Regions from separate parts of the Anas platyrhynchos genome. Here all the other regions are linked to region 1. Evidence: chromatin contacts called from public Hi-C data. All regions are on one chromosome and are shown on one strand. The core of a region is the stretch at or near the end of the contact, and the rest is flanking DNA. Distances in the headings are between cores, read along the strand shown.

Evidence for each region. A called contact is a pair of places that touch in the nucleus more often than the background predicts.
Region 2: a Hi-C map of F1 follicle shows a contact between it and region 1, with 3 times the contacts expected there. The contact joins the enhancer-like site here to the promoter of CITED4 in region 1. A contact is called at or near these places in 4 of 8 Hi-C or Micro-C datasets (F1 follicle, F5 follicle, liver and 1 more).
Region 3: a contact with region 1 is called in a Hi-C map of liver, with 4 times the contacts expected there. The contact joins the enhancer-like site here to the promoter of CITED4 in region 1. A contact is called at or near these places in 3 of 8 Hi-C or Micro-C datasets (liver, small yellow follicle and subcutaneous adipose tissue).

The regions. Positions count from the first base shown.
Region 1 is chr24:6,939,472-6,943,453 of IASCAAS_PekinDuck_T2T, reverse strand. CITED4 (Cbp/p300 interacting transactivator with Glu/Asp rich carboxy-terminal domain 4) reads right to left here and starts at 2,336. Exons shown (of 2, transcript XM_027444083.3): 1 at 2,187-2,336; 2 at 82-1,969. The coding sequence starts at 2,321. The coding sequence ends at 1,343.
Region 2 is chr24:6,731,979-6,735,960 of IASCAAS_PekinDuck_T2T, reverse strand. All of the region lies in intron 1 of LOC101805210 (avidin), which reads left to right. Among named protein-coding and RNA genes, the nearest start is that of CTPS1, 31 kb to the right of the region's middle. Within about 2 kb of position 2,025, at least 1 of the 8 cell types and tissues checked has an H3K27ac peak or open chromatin away from gene starts, as enhancers often do. A contact at or near this core is called in F1 follicle, where this site is marked.
Region 3 is chr24:6,805,449-6,809,430 of IASCAAS_PekinDuck_T2T, reverse strand. No RefSeq gene overlaps it. Among named protein-coding and RNA genes, the nearest start is that of CTPS1, 100 kb to the right of the region's middle. Within about 2 kb of position 2,335, at least 1 of the 8 cell types and tissues checked has an H3K27ac peak or open chromatin away from gene starts, as enhancers often do.

The sequences.
Region 1 (3,982 bases), core at 1,087-3,586:
AACAAGAAAACAAACCACTTCTCCCCAGTACTCAACACTACACCTGTGCCAGAGACAAGCATTGAACAAATGCACACTGGAGATGTTTCAGCTTTTATTTGCAAATTCATCTGTACATTCTCACTTGGTCATTGAGTGACAGCCGCCAGAAACTGTCAGCAGCAGGGGGCAGCAGCAACTAGGAGTTAACAGGAGCTTTCCACAGTGCCTGGAAACAAGAGACAGCAGAGGAAACAAAACCCCACTAGCTTTTACATTTAACCTTTTCTGAGTAAGGGAATTAGGAATCAAGTCATCTTTATCACATTCAGAAGGGTGTTGGATTTACACAGCCCTGTGTGTTCAGCATAAAGACCTTGCATTGAAGTGACTGCCTGAAGAGCAGCCTGAAAACTATCCCAGGCTTTCTTTTTTTGAAGCCAGCATCTTAAAGCTGCAGTACTCTCCATGCATCATTCCCAGCGGTCCCAAAGCCAAATAACAAAAGGAGCCCTTTGCAAATAAATAATCATAGGAAAAAATAAATAAGATTAGATCTGGAATATACAGTTGCATTGTCTTTATTTGGTTTCAGAGGTGGAAAAAAAGTGGAGCTAGACTGCAGCTTTAAGCCTTATGCCTAAATCAGCCCAAACACTCAGTAAATTTTACAGTTGATTAGCTATATGGGTTTGGAGATCTGAAGTCTCACAGAAATGAACATTCAGGCACCTATGCACACCCTTCCCCAATGCATAGTTCATTTTTCTCAGCCAGTTAGGAAAAATAGCTTGCTGGAAGGGAAGTAACCCCTTTCTGAGCTGAACAGACAAGACTGAAGACCTTTTTACTGTCACAGTAAGAAGTCCCAAGAAATATCTAATCCCACCCATGTTTGCAAGGGGAAATTGTTTCAAACCATGCACCAGGCATGGAGACATCCTCTCTCAGGGGATCCTTTAACTTTGCTGGCATGACAGAATCCTCCAGCAAATCCAGCTACCAGCAGGGTTGCCAGCTGCCCATCACTTCCTGTGCTCAAAGCCTAGTTGTGGCAAGTCATAAGTTCATTATTTCTACTAAGCCAGAAATCCTGGTAAAGCCATTTAGAGGCAGCTCTACAGCAAGAGCTCTTGATCTGTTCTGTTTGGGGTACACACCCCCTCCCCAGGAACTCCCAAATGAAAAACCACACAGAAGAGAAAAGCAATCCATTGCAAGCCAGTGTCCGATGATTGTCTCCTTGGGGAGGTCAGGAATCCAGGACAGGGCAAGGCATGGGAAGGGAGGAGGATGGCAGGTGGAGAAGGAAGTTATAAACAAACTCAAAACCACTAAGACACAAGGAGGAGCTCAAAACCCCTCAACAGCTGATGGCACTGGGCTGCTGTTTGCTAACAAAGTCTGAAATGAAGTCGAACTCGTTTTGTCCCAAGAACAGCTCTGGCAGCTCCTGAATCCGGTCCAACCCCAGTTCCAGGACAAGGGACGTCAAAACCTCCTCATCTATGAGATCAGTGTCCATAACATTCAAGGTCAGCGCTGGTGAGGGCATGTGCTGCATGCCTGGGTGCTGGCTTGGCCCCACTCTGTACTGCTGAGCACCAGCTCCCATGGGCCCGTTGCTCATACCCAGCGGGTGGCCCTGGTACTGGGTGTTGAGTTTTTGTAGGTGCATGCTAGCCATGAGCTGCTGGGTGCCCACTGGCCCCATGTATTGCTGCTGCTGGCTCGGGCCGTTGAACATCATCGCGTTCTGCATCTGGTGGTGGTTCATCTGTCCGCTGAGGTTGGGTCTCGGCCTCATCACACCATCCATTCCAGCCCCTCCGTACGGCATCATCTGCCCAGCTGCGGGTAGCGTCCTCAGCACGTGCTGCCCGTGCTGCGGTGGTCCCTGCAGCCCACTCACACCCATCCGGTAGCTCTGCAGCCCGGCGCCGCCGTGGCTCACGGACATCATCATGTGCTCAGCCATGGCTCCGGGCCCCTGCAAGGCGACACGCGGCTCAGGGCGAGGCTCCCGCGGGCAGCACCGCTCCCCGCTCCCGTCCCAGACGGCTTCCACCGAGGATCCCGGAGCACCCCCCACCTTCGCCGCGGCCGGCGGGCGCAGCGCAGCGCCGCCCCGCCCCGGCGAGCCGAGCCGCGGCCTCCCCGCCGCCGCCCCGGGGAGCCGGGGTCTGCCCGCGCGGGTACGCACCGACCTGGGGCTGCACAGGGTCCGCGCTCCGCCAGCGCCCGCTCGGCCGCCTCAGCTCGCCGGGCGCGGGGCGCCGCTCTCCGCTCTTATGGAGGCGCGGGCAGGGGCGGGCCGCCCGGCCCGGCCCCCCGCCACCCATTGGAGCGCGGCCCGCGGCCGCCCGGCCCCTGAGGGGGTGGGAGGGCCGCGCTATGGGCGCTGCTGCTGTGGCGGGCGTGGGGCTGCCCGAGCTCCGCGAGCCGTGCTCTGAGCGCCCCGTGGTCGCGACATGGCGCGACTGGAGGGAGGGAGGGGTGCTGGCTGCCTCCAGTGTGGAGGGCACCGGAGTTGGCACATCCCAGCTGCTCGGGTGGCCCCCCTTGGGTCCGAGGTGCTGGCTCCTTGGGCGGGTTGGGGAGGAAAGGGGTGGGTGGGCTCCAGGGCAGCCAGTCCAGCAGCCCCCAGTGTCCTGCGGGTGCTCTGCTGGGGATTCTTAACCCGTAAGGAGGCCTTAAGGCAAGTTCTGCTTCTGAGCAGGATGCCAAGATGCAGCCGTGCTGCCTGGTGTTACGGCCCCCACAGGCAGTGCATGCTCGATCCTGGTGTGCATTGATACCAACAAGGGCAGAGGTTGTGGAGTGGCTGAGCGGGAGCATGGGAACAACGGAGTCCCCAGTGTGTGGGACTGGGGAGCCCTCAGTGTGGTACAGGTGCTACAGTTCCTCCAGGGATCGCAGACTGCAGAAAACGTGGGTCATCCCTGCTCAGTACTGGGCTCATATGGTTTGGGGTAAGGACTGGGCCTGGGGTGGCTGTGGAGCCTCACACAGGTCATTTCTGTTCCCAGCCCATGCATGTAGGGAATGGTGGTGCACTCATGTGAAGCATTTTGAGCTGCATTTGCTTGCATTATGTTCTCTTGCATTTGACATAGTCCTCACCTGTTTCCTGGGCAGGAACATTGTTTGCCTTTAATATTGCCAACAGTGTAAGATCAGCTCTCAGGAGGGAGTCACCCCACCAGTGCTTTCCTCTTCTCCAGTGTCCCTCTGAAAAAGACTTTCTACCTGATCACATGGCTGGCTGGAGGTGCAGGGATCCGTTTTGGTGGCTGTGCTGTCTTTCTTGGTCGTGTCAAAGGATGTGCATGCAGATGTCTGTCGATGGCTGCAGCACACTGGCCCCTGTGAGTGTGCACCCTGGTGCAGGAGGGTGCTGGCTACTGTGAGAAGGACCCTTGCTTGATGCCAGCTCTGGCTCTGTGGTCAGCAATGGGGCGCTACCACTGTGCAGCATTACCAGCCCAGGTGACCGAGATCAGTTCTTAGTGGCATTGACTAGGTGCCTTGATTACTCTGCCAGTGGTGTTCTTCTAGCAGGTATGCACCAATATTGTCTAAGCAGAGCTACCAGCACATGAATGTTACAAGCAGAGATTTGCTAGTATAACTTCCTGCAGTAGTGTCTTTACCTCGTTAGCGCAGCTTTTGATTGCTGTGTCCCAGTGGAACACATATGCTCTTCCACAGACCCATGTTAGACAAATTATTTTACCATGGACCTACAGTGACACTGATGCTCTCTACAGGCCATGACACTTCCTATTAGCTTATAAAAGCACAGTGGTGATTTTCCCCTTTATTTTTGTGTTGTGAAAGAACCCAGAGAATTTTTTCTTGAAGGTATTAGTGTTGCATGGCTACCCACTTGGAAAGCAGGTGATGGCAAAGTTAAACTTGCTTCCCCAACTTCATCCCATTTCTGTTTGTTCCACTTTTCAGGAGACTTGGAGCAGGCTGTTGCATTGAGCTAGGTAGCATT
Region 2 (3,982 bases), core at 776-3,275, 210 kb after region 1:
CCTTTCCCTAGCTCTGCTGAGGCCATACGTGAAATTCTGCATCTGGCACTGAGCTCCCACATCAAAAGGGATGTGGGGAAACTGGAGAGGAGCAGTAAAGGGGGACCAGGATGGTCAGGGGCTTGGGGCACAGGACCTACAGGGAGAGAGCGATAGCTGGGCTGCATTAGTCCAGCAGCAAGGGTAAGTGGCAATGTGATGGCAATGTGGAGATAATTGAAAGGCAGTTACAAAACAGAGCTAAATCCTTATATCATGTCACCGTGCTGGTGACATGATATAACAAGGGGAAATATTCCACTTAAACTTTTCAACTGAAATAGGGATAAAGTCATAGCTACGAAAGAAAATTAATACTTTTGTCAGTCCTGGGTCCTTCCTGAACTATGAACTATGAAGGCTGGAGCATTCTGGAGTTGTGTGTATTCAAACACCTGCCTGGGCGTCTTCTGTTCTTCACTATGTGAGACAGGATCTTAGCAAGATGTGATCCAGCACAACTCCATAGCTATAACAAGGAGTCTGCTCAGCTGGGGACTGTGGTCAGAGAGTTCTTGTGCATCCAACAGACACAATAAATCTAGAGTTGCTAGCTGCTGGCTGAGCACATGACTGGGATCACTGGGCTCCTTGGCCATCCACTCTCTGCCATCCATAGGCACCTGTGGACTTTTTGTTCATCCTGTAGCTGACCATGCTCTGAGCAGGAGGATGAAATAGAGACCTCCTGAAGCCAGCTCCAAGGGCTACTTCTGCTGATACATTCCCTTGGCCCTCTCTGTTCCTCCTGGAGGGGCTCTGCCCTTCCCTGGTAGGCTCAGGTTGGGTCCATGTGTAATATCCCTGTCAGTAACAGCCTGAATTAATAGTAATTCACCTGGCACAGCTTTTCATCAATGGATCTCAAGGTCTTTTAAAGAGTGTTGCTCTTTAAAAAACAAACCAATCAAACAACAACAACAGACAGACTTTGCCACCGTGAAAGACAGAGAAGGGAAATGACAGTCATCAGGCAGAACAGGCCAGACCCCAGGCATTCTGGCTTCTTGGCCAGCTGGACCCTTGCATCCAGATCTGCATGGTGGTCTGCAGCCTAGATCCTTGCATCTGCTTGGAGTTGACCCTCCTAGGAAATTATTAGGCTGGAGCAGGTGGTTGTGATGACACATCCTTGTCATCTGATTGTTTATTATTTGGCATGGTAAAAGTAATGATGTCCATAATTGCAATGTTAAGTGATTGGGCTTGGAAACAAAGTCACATACAGTTTGTTACTTTTGCTCTGCTTTTATGAGACTGTCAGTCTGATTTTCTTGTGAGATAGGATTGCAAAAGAGCTGGAACAGATCAGTCTGACGAGAAGTTTCTTCAGTTTAAGTACAGAATAGCAAGGAAATGCCACTTCCAATGGCTCTGAACCTGCCACAATTCAATGGGATCTCCCTTACTTTGTTTTTCACATGGAACATTGGACAGTTATGCTCTACGTGCCTTCTCACAAGTGGCTCATGAGTTTGTAGATTTCTCTTATCCTTCTCATTACCTCTTTTCAAGGAAGATAGGTTTGTGTCTGCTCTGGGCACCTCAGGTGGAAGACACCCCAGACCTTTGATCATTGTTATTGCACTTCTTTGCAACTTTCCTAGTTCTAGAGTATTCTTCCTTGTTACTACCTGGCCACCCATAAGTGTAGCACAGTACCCAGCTGGGACCTGGTTGTGTGCCAGAGCTGGAATAGTTGGTGACATCTGGGACTCAGGGACAGAGAGATGCACTGCAGAGTGAGGACAGGGTCACATTCATGCACATTCCCTCGGGGGGAAGATGGGCAAGTTAAGCTTAAAGCATAGCCACAACAGAAATGATGCAGACCTAGAGGGAGGGTAAACAACAACCACTGAACATGGAAAAAGAGTTTGTGCCAGCAACGTGCCCAGCCTCTTTCAGCTCCATGGGCTCAGTCCAACAGCCCACTTTCTAACACAGCCATTCCACCCCTTGGTATAAGAAGGCACCTCCTGTCCTCTGCTCTTTGCAGACATTTCTGCCCTCCAGAGGCAGAATGCAGGAAGCACTTTCCAGCTCAGCACAGAGCCTCTGAGAAAGCATGATTCTGGTTTCAAATCTTCATTTCAAACCTTTGCATTGCTGTGAATATATGTAAATAATTAGATGTGCTCACTCCTTGAAAATAGATCATCTGCATGGCTTTGCTTCATGGACTGCATTTTTCATAAAGTCTTGTACTTCAGGTATCCAGAAAAGTTTTCATTATTTTTTGTTGGGAAAAAGCCCCAAACCTGTGTGTCAGATCAAGGTTCTTGCACAGCAAAGCTGGAAAGTATAGAGGATGAAGCCTGGGGAGCAAAGGACCCAGCAGCTTGTGTGTAGGGTCTGCACTGAATGTGCTGGGGGTGAGCTGTGGAGAGAGCACAGTCCTGGAGCAGACAGACGTGCAGCCATGCTTTTCTGTTTTCAGACCAACAAGTACATGCTACAACTGGTTACAAATACATTCATGTTAGCCAGAAGTGAAGAAATGAAATATTGACAGTGAGAGTTATCTGGAATGTCTTTTACTAAATTCAGACATAGGGAGGTTGGGGCCCTGTCTTTCTGCAAATCCATCATCTCAGCCAGCATTTGCTGAGAATAAATTTCCTGATGTGTGATTGACTTTTGGAGAATCTCTTGGACTCCTTCAGGGACTCCATTCAGGTTCATTGTCTGTCCATCAAGACTCCATCTCTCATTTGTGTAGATTTATCTTTTTCCTCTAAATAATGCAGTTCCTCACCACACTGGAAATGCGCTGCACACCTCTTTGGTGATCTACCCTAATATGTTGCTGGCCTACTGCCAACTCTTTGAATGACCCCTTGAGAAGTGAAACAGTAGGCAGATGAGTGCCTGTACTTCAGCAGGGAAGGGACATCATTCATTACACCTCATCTTTAGATCGATTTTTGAATTGGCAAACGCATCTGATACAATGGCGTGACTGAGCTAACAGCTGCGATCAGACACAACGGTATATCTTTGTGTGATGATGTGTTTAAGATGACTGATCTCATGTTTGGGAATTAATTCCTGCTGGAAGGCTGACACAATGACGGTTGATGTTGACGGGCTTAGTAGCAGCCACGTACTTCCTTGGTGCATGGTTTTGTCAGCCAAGAGCTGTGGAAAACTAGGTGTCCTGCCAGTGCTGAGAGAAGTACCATGGCAGCCCACAAAGGAGGATGTAAGGATACTCCTTCATGTTGATGAATGGGCGGTTAAAAGGACAGTATGTGGATTTGGCCTAGCCAAGGGTTCAGATCCTTTGGAACAACATTGTTGGCTGACCATCCAACACAAGTGAGCAGAGTTTATATCATGGCTGATCAAAGTCATCTTGTTGTCAAGTACAGGCAAGACTGGCACACATCTCTCTGAATATCACCTTTCCAGTCCTGAGGTTGCCTTTCATCCTCCAATGACTAAAGCGTAGTCTCCTCCCTGGACTCCGCTGCTGCACAGGGGGGCACCAGCACCCCCCCTGCCACCAGGGAGGACAGCAGTGTGTGTGGTACTGCACACCAGGACCAAACATTACTGCAAGAGGTCCATGCTGTAAGGAGGACATGCTCCCTACTCAGGGAACACAGAGCAGTGTTCCCCTTTGTAGAAAGAGAAAAAAAAAAAGAGAGAGAATAGAGAAAAAAATTTACAGTACCAAGATGTATGTAGAGTCATGGGAGTAGCTCACTAATGTCTATACAAGGGGATGTCTGTCAGTCCAATTTACTCTGTCGAGAAATTTCTATAAATGTTGTCAGAGACGTAATGGTCTCAAAAATCCTAACTTCATGTAAATACAAAAACCAACAGCTGTCTAGAACACAAGCACACCAGTAGTGGAAGACTGCATTCTGCTGTGCAACAGTCAGCAGGCCAACCAGGCTACTTACCCCCATTGTCTGTGCAGTCCTGTGTCAGG
Region 3 (3,982 bases), core at 1,086-3,585, 130 kb after region 1:
CTGTTCTAGGGCGCATTTCCTCCTCATCCCCAATGCCTGCATGTCACCTCTGTGCAACAGTTGAGCACCACGCTGGTGTGCACCATGCTGTTGTATGCCATGCAGGCACATGCCATGCTAGCATAAAGCATGGTCTGCAGCTCTCCAGGGGCATGGCCAAGCTGTGCTAGCCTCTCCATTGCAGGGCTAGATGGGATCCACCCGAGGGTAATGAAGGAACTGGCATAAGGAGCAGATCACCAAGCTGCTTTCCATTATTTATCAGCAGCCCTGGCTGTCAGGGCGGGTCGCATTTTACTGGCAGCTAGCAAATGTGATGCCCATCTACAAGAATTGCTGGAAGGAGGATACAGGGAACTACAGGCCTGTCAGTCTGACCTCAGTGCTGGGGAACATTATGGAGCACATCCTCATCATGTGGCACTTACAGGGCAACTGGGTGATTGGGCCCAGTCAGCATGGCTTTATCAAAGGCAGTTCCTGCTTGACAAGCCTGATTGCCTTCTACGGCAAGGTGACATGCTCAGTGGACGAGGGAAAGGCTGTGGATGTGGTCTACTTTGATTTCAGTAAGGCTTTTGACAACATTTCCCTCAGCATTCTTCTCAAGAAACTGGCTCCTCATGGCTTGGATTGGTGTATGCTTCATTGGGTTAAAAACTGGCTGGGCCCAGTCATGGTGAACGGATTTAAATCCTGTTGGAGGCCGGTCATTAGTGGTGTCCCAGTCTCAGTATTGGGGCCAGTTCTCTTTGAGATCTTTATCAGTGGTCTGGACAAGGGGATCAAGTGCACCCTGTAGTTTTGCAAACACCAAGTTAGGAGTGAGTGTCGATCTGCTCGAGGGTAGGAAGGTTCTGCAGATGAATCTGGATAGGCTGGACCATTGGGCCAAAGCCAACTGCATGAGGTTCCATGAGGCCAAGTGCCGGGTCCTGCACTTGGGGCACAACGACTACATGTAATGCTACAAGCTGAGGGAAGAGTGTCTGGAAAGTTAACCAGCAGAAAGGGACCTGGGTGTATTGGTGGATAGATGGCTGAATATGAGCCAGCAGTGTGCTCAGGTGACCAAGAAGTCCAACAGAATCCTGATTGTATCATAAATATTGTGATAAGAAGGACTAGTGAAATGATTGTCCCCTGTTCTCAGCTCTGGTGACACCATACCTCAAATATTGTGTTCAGTTTTGGACCCCTCACTACAAGAAGAACATCAAGGTGCTGGAGCATGTCCAAACAAGGGCAACAAAGCTGGTGAAGGACCTAGAGAATAAGTCTGATGAGGAGCAGCTGAGGAAACTGGGGTTATTTAGTCTAGAGAAAAGGAGGCTCAGGGGACACCTTACTGTACTTTATAATTACCTTAAAGGAGGCTGTAGTGTGGTGGGGGGTTAGTCTCTTCTCCCAAGCAGCAAGCAATAGGACAAGAGGAAATGTCCTAATGTTGTGCCAGGGGATTTTTAGGTTGAATATTTGGAAAAAAAAATCTTAACTGAAAGGGCTGTGAAGCATTGGAACAGACTGCCCAGGGAAGTAGTTGAGTCACCATCCCTGGAGGTACTCAAAAGATGTGTAAATTTGGTGCTTTGAGACCTGGTCTAGTGGTAGACTTGGCAGTGCTAGGTTAACAGTTGGACTTGATGATCTTAGAGGTCTTTTCCAGCCTAAATGATTCTATGATGCACTGATGGCCCATGTACCAATGCCTCCTCTTCTTACCCACAGTTTCTCTGCCTTGATGCAGTGCTCATCTCTGAGAAGACTATTGGCATTGGTATGGGCAGGGGAGCATAGCAGCAGATGGACCTGTTTGCCAGCTCCTCTACTCAGCTGCAGGAATAGCAGTAAATGTACTTAATTCATATTTTGTTGGCATTCTACAAGGCTGGCCAGGAACATGCTGTGCAGCAGCTAAAGCAGAGTATTTTCTTTCCTATTGTTCTTCTTGTACTTGGTTTCTCATATTTCTGGGACAGGGGCAACTCAGGACCAGAGAAACAGGATCTTCAGGAGGTGAAGCATCATGTTAATATCAGTGTAGATGAGTTGTACTAGGACATTTTCCATCCACTTGGAAAGTAGAAGTTTGTTGTGCACTGACAGCTGAACTGAAACAGAGTTTTTGCACTCTAACAGTGTCATGCTTACTGTTTTTTTGTTTGTTTGTTTGTTTGTTTGTTTTTTTCTTCTTGAACACAGTGCCCTGTTCTATCACTAATGTTATTTTGTGCATCTGAAAACGCTGATTTAGCACTCTCATAGCTCTGGAGAAGGGAAGCAAAGGGCACGAGGACAAAAGTTGAAAGCTGTTAAGGAAGAAGCAGCAGACCAGGCAGAGCAGCTGCAGCTGTAAACCAAGTTCAGGCAGAAAATCTGAGGGCAACACTAAGACCACTCCTGAGGTTCACAACTGAGTGTGCCTCCACTGATCTGAGGCCTGATAAAAAAAGAAATAAAGTAACACATAATTAAATAACAGTTCCCCAAATCATGGATTACAGAAGCTATTCTGTAGTTACAAGCAGCTATGTGGCCCTAGAGAAAGGGGATTTAATCTGAGTTGTTCTCCTTCTCTTGTTATATACTTCTTTGCTATGTGATTTTGAAAATGATTTTGGTCCAGAGCTTTAATAACATATGAAGGAGAACCATGCAATTACTAAATGCCCCATGCTTTTGCAATGTTTTTTTGCACAGGAGTAGGTAATTGGTAGGAATTATATTCCCTTTTTGAGATTTTAAGATTTAGTAAGATTAACAGCTCTGTCCTCATAGTGGAGAAATGCTGCAAAAGATACAAAGAAATAAACATATATATTGAAAAACTCCATTGCTTGTTTTCTGAGAGCCTGTCCTGCTGACACAATGGTTCAGAGTCCTGAGTAGCTCCAGGCATTCTGATTGTTATGGTACCAACAGGGCAATGTTTCATCATTCAGGACGGAAATAACACAGGTGCAGAGGAAGAGGATTTATGCAAATATTTTGTTTCTTGCTTATAGAAGCCTGAATTTATCTTTACATTTTACCTGGTCAGAAATCCAGATCGTCCCCATTTATGGGCAGCTTCTCTATTTGGGGCAGCCATGAGGAGAGTTGTATTTGCTGGCCACTGAAGAGACAAACTGAAAAAAAGAAAATGAAACTTGACCAGAAAGTGTGATTTCCAAGAAAATGAATATTTGGGGTAGTTGAAATTTGATTTTCATCTGAACTGGGCTGAAAGCAAAACTTTTCTGCATTTCCTTTGAACAGGGAACTCTCCAGATGCTTCCAGGGCTGTGTGACAAACAGTTGACAGTCAGTGTCACTGTGTTCAGAGCACCTTTTGCCTAGACCTGGTTTCTCAGCACTTCCCAGTGTCCCCAGTCAGAGACGGACCCAGCTGGCTGGTTTCAACAGCGGTGGGAGCTGGGGCTTTGCAGAGAAGACAGAGTGGGGCTGGTTGCCAAGTACTGCCTGCCAGACCCACAGCCCTGGGAATACCAGGTCCACATGTGGTGCAGCCTGGCAACTAAGCTGAATCCCAGGCAGATTTTCCCAGCCTAAGATATTTCCAGGAAAAAAAGTGGGGATTTGAGAGCTGGTATTTTCCAACACAGAAAAAACAGCAGTTTCATTGCTAAGAGGCCCTAAATTGGGAGCAACTAGAAACCACAAATACTGCAGCTGTGAGAAGCCAAAGGTGCCTCATGAAGAGGGGTTGCCACAGTTTAGGTCTTGCATTAGCACCAGGCATGGTGTGCACACTATGCCAAGGGGACAAGGGGACATTGCCCTGCCCACAGCTGTCACCAGCATCCACTAGCACGCCTAGCAGGCTGGTCCCACCATTGGCACCACAACCAAACTGGTTAACTGCTTTAGGAAACTTCTCCATTTTCTTGACAGTTTATTTATTTTTCTAATAAATATATTGTGCAATCAGCTTGTTATGATCAGTTTAGTTTCTCTGGGTTTTGTAAGGATTAAAGATAAG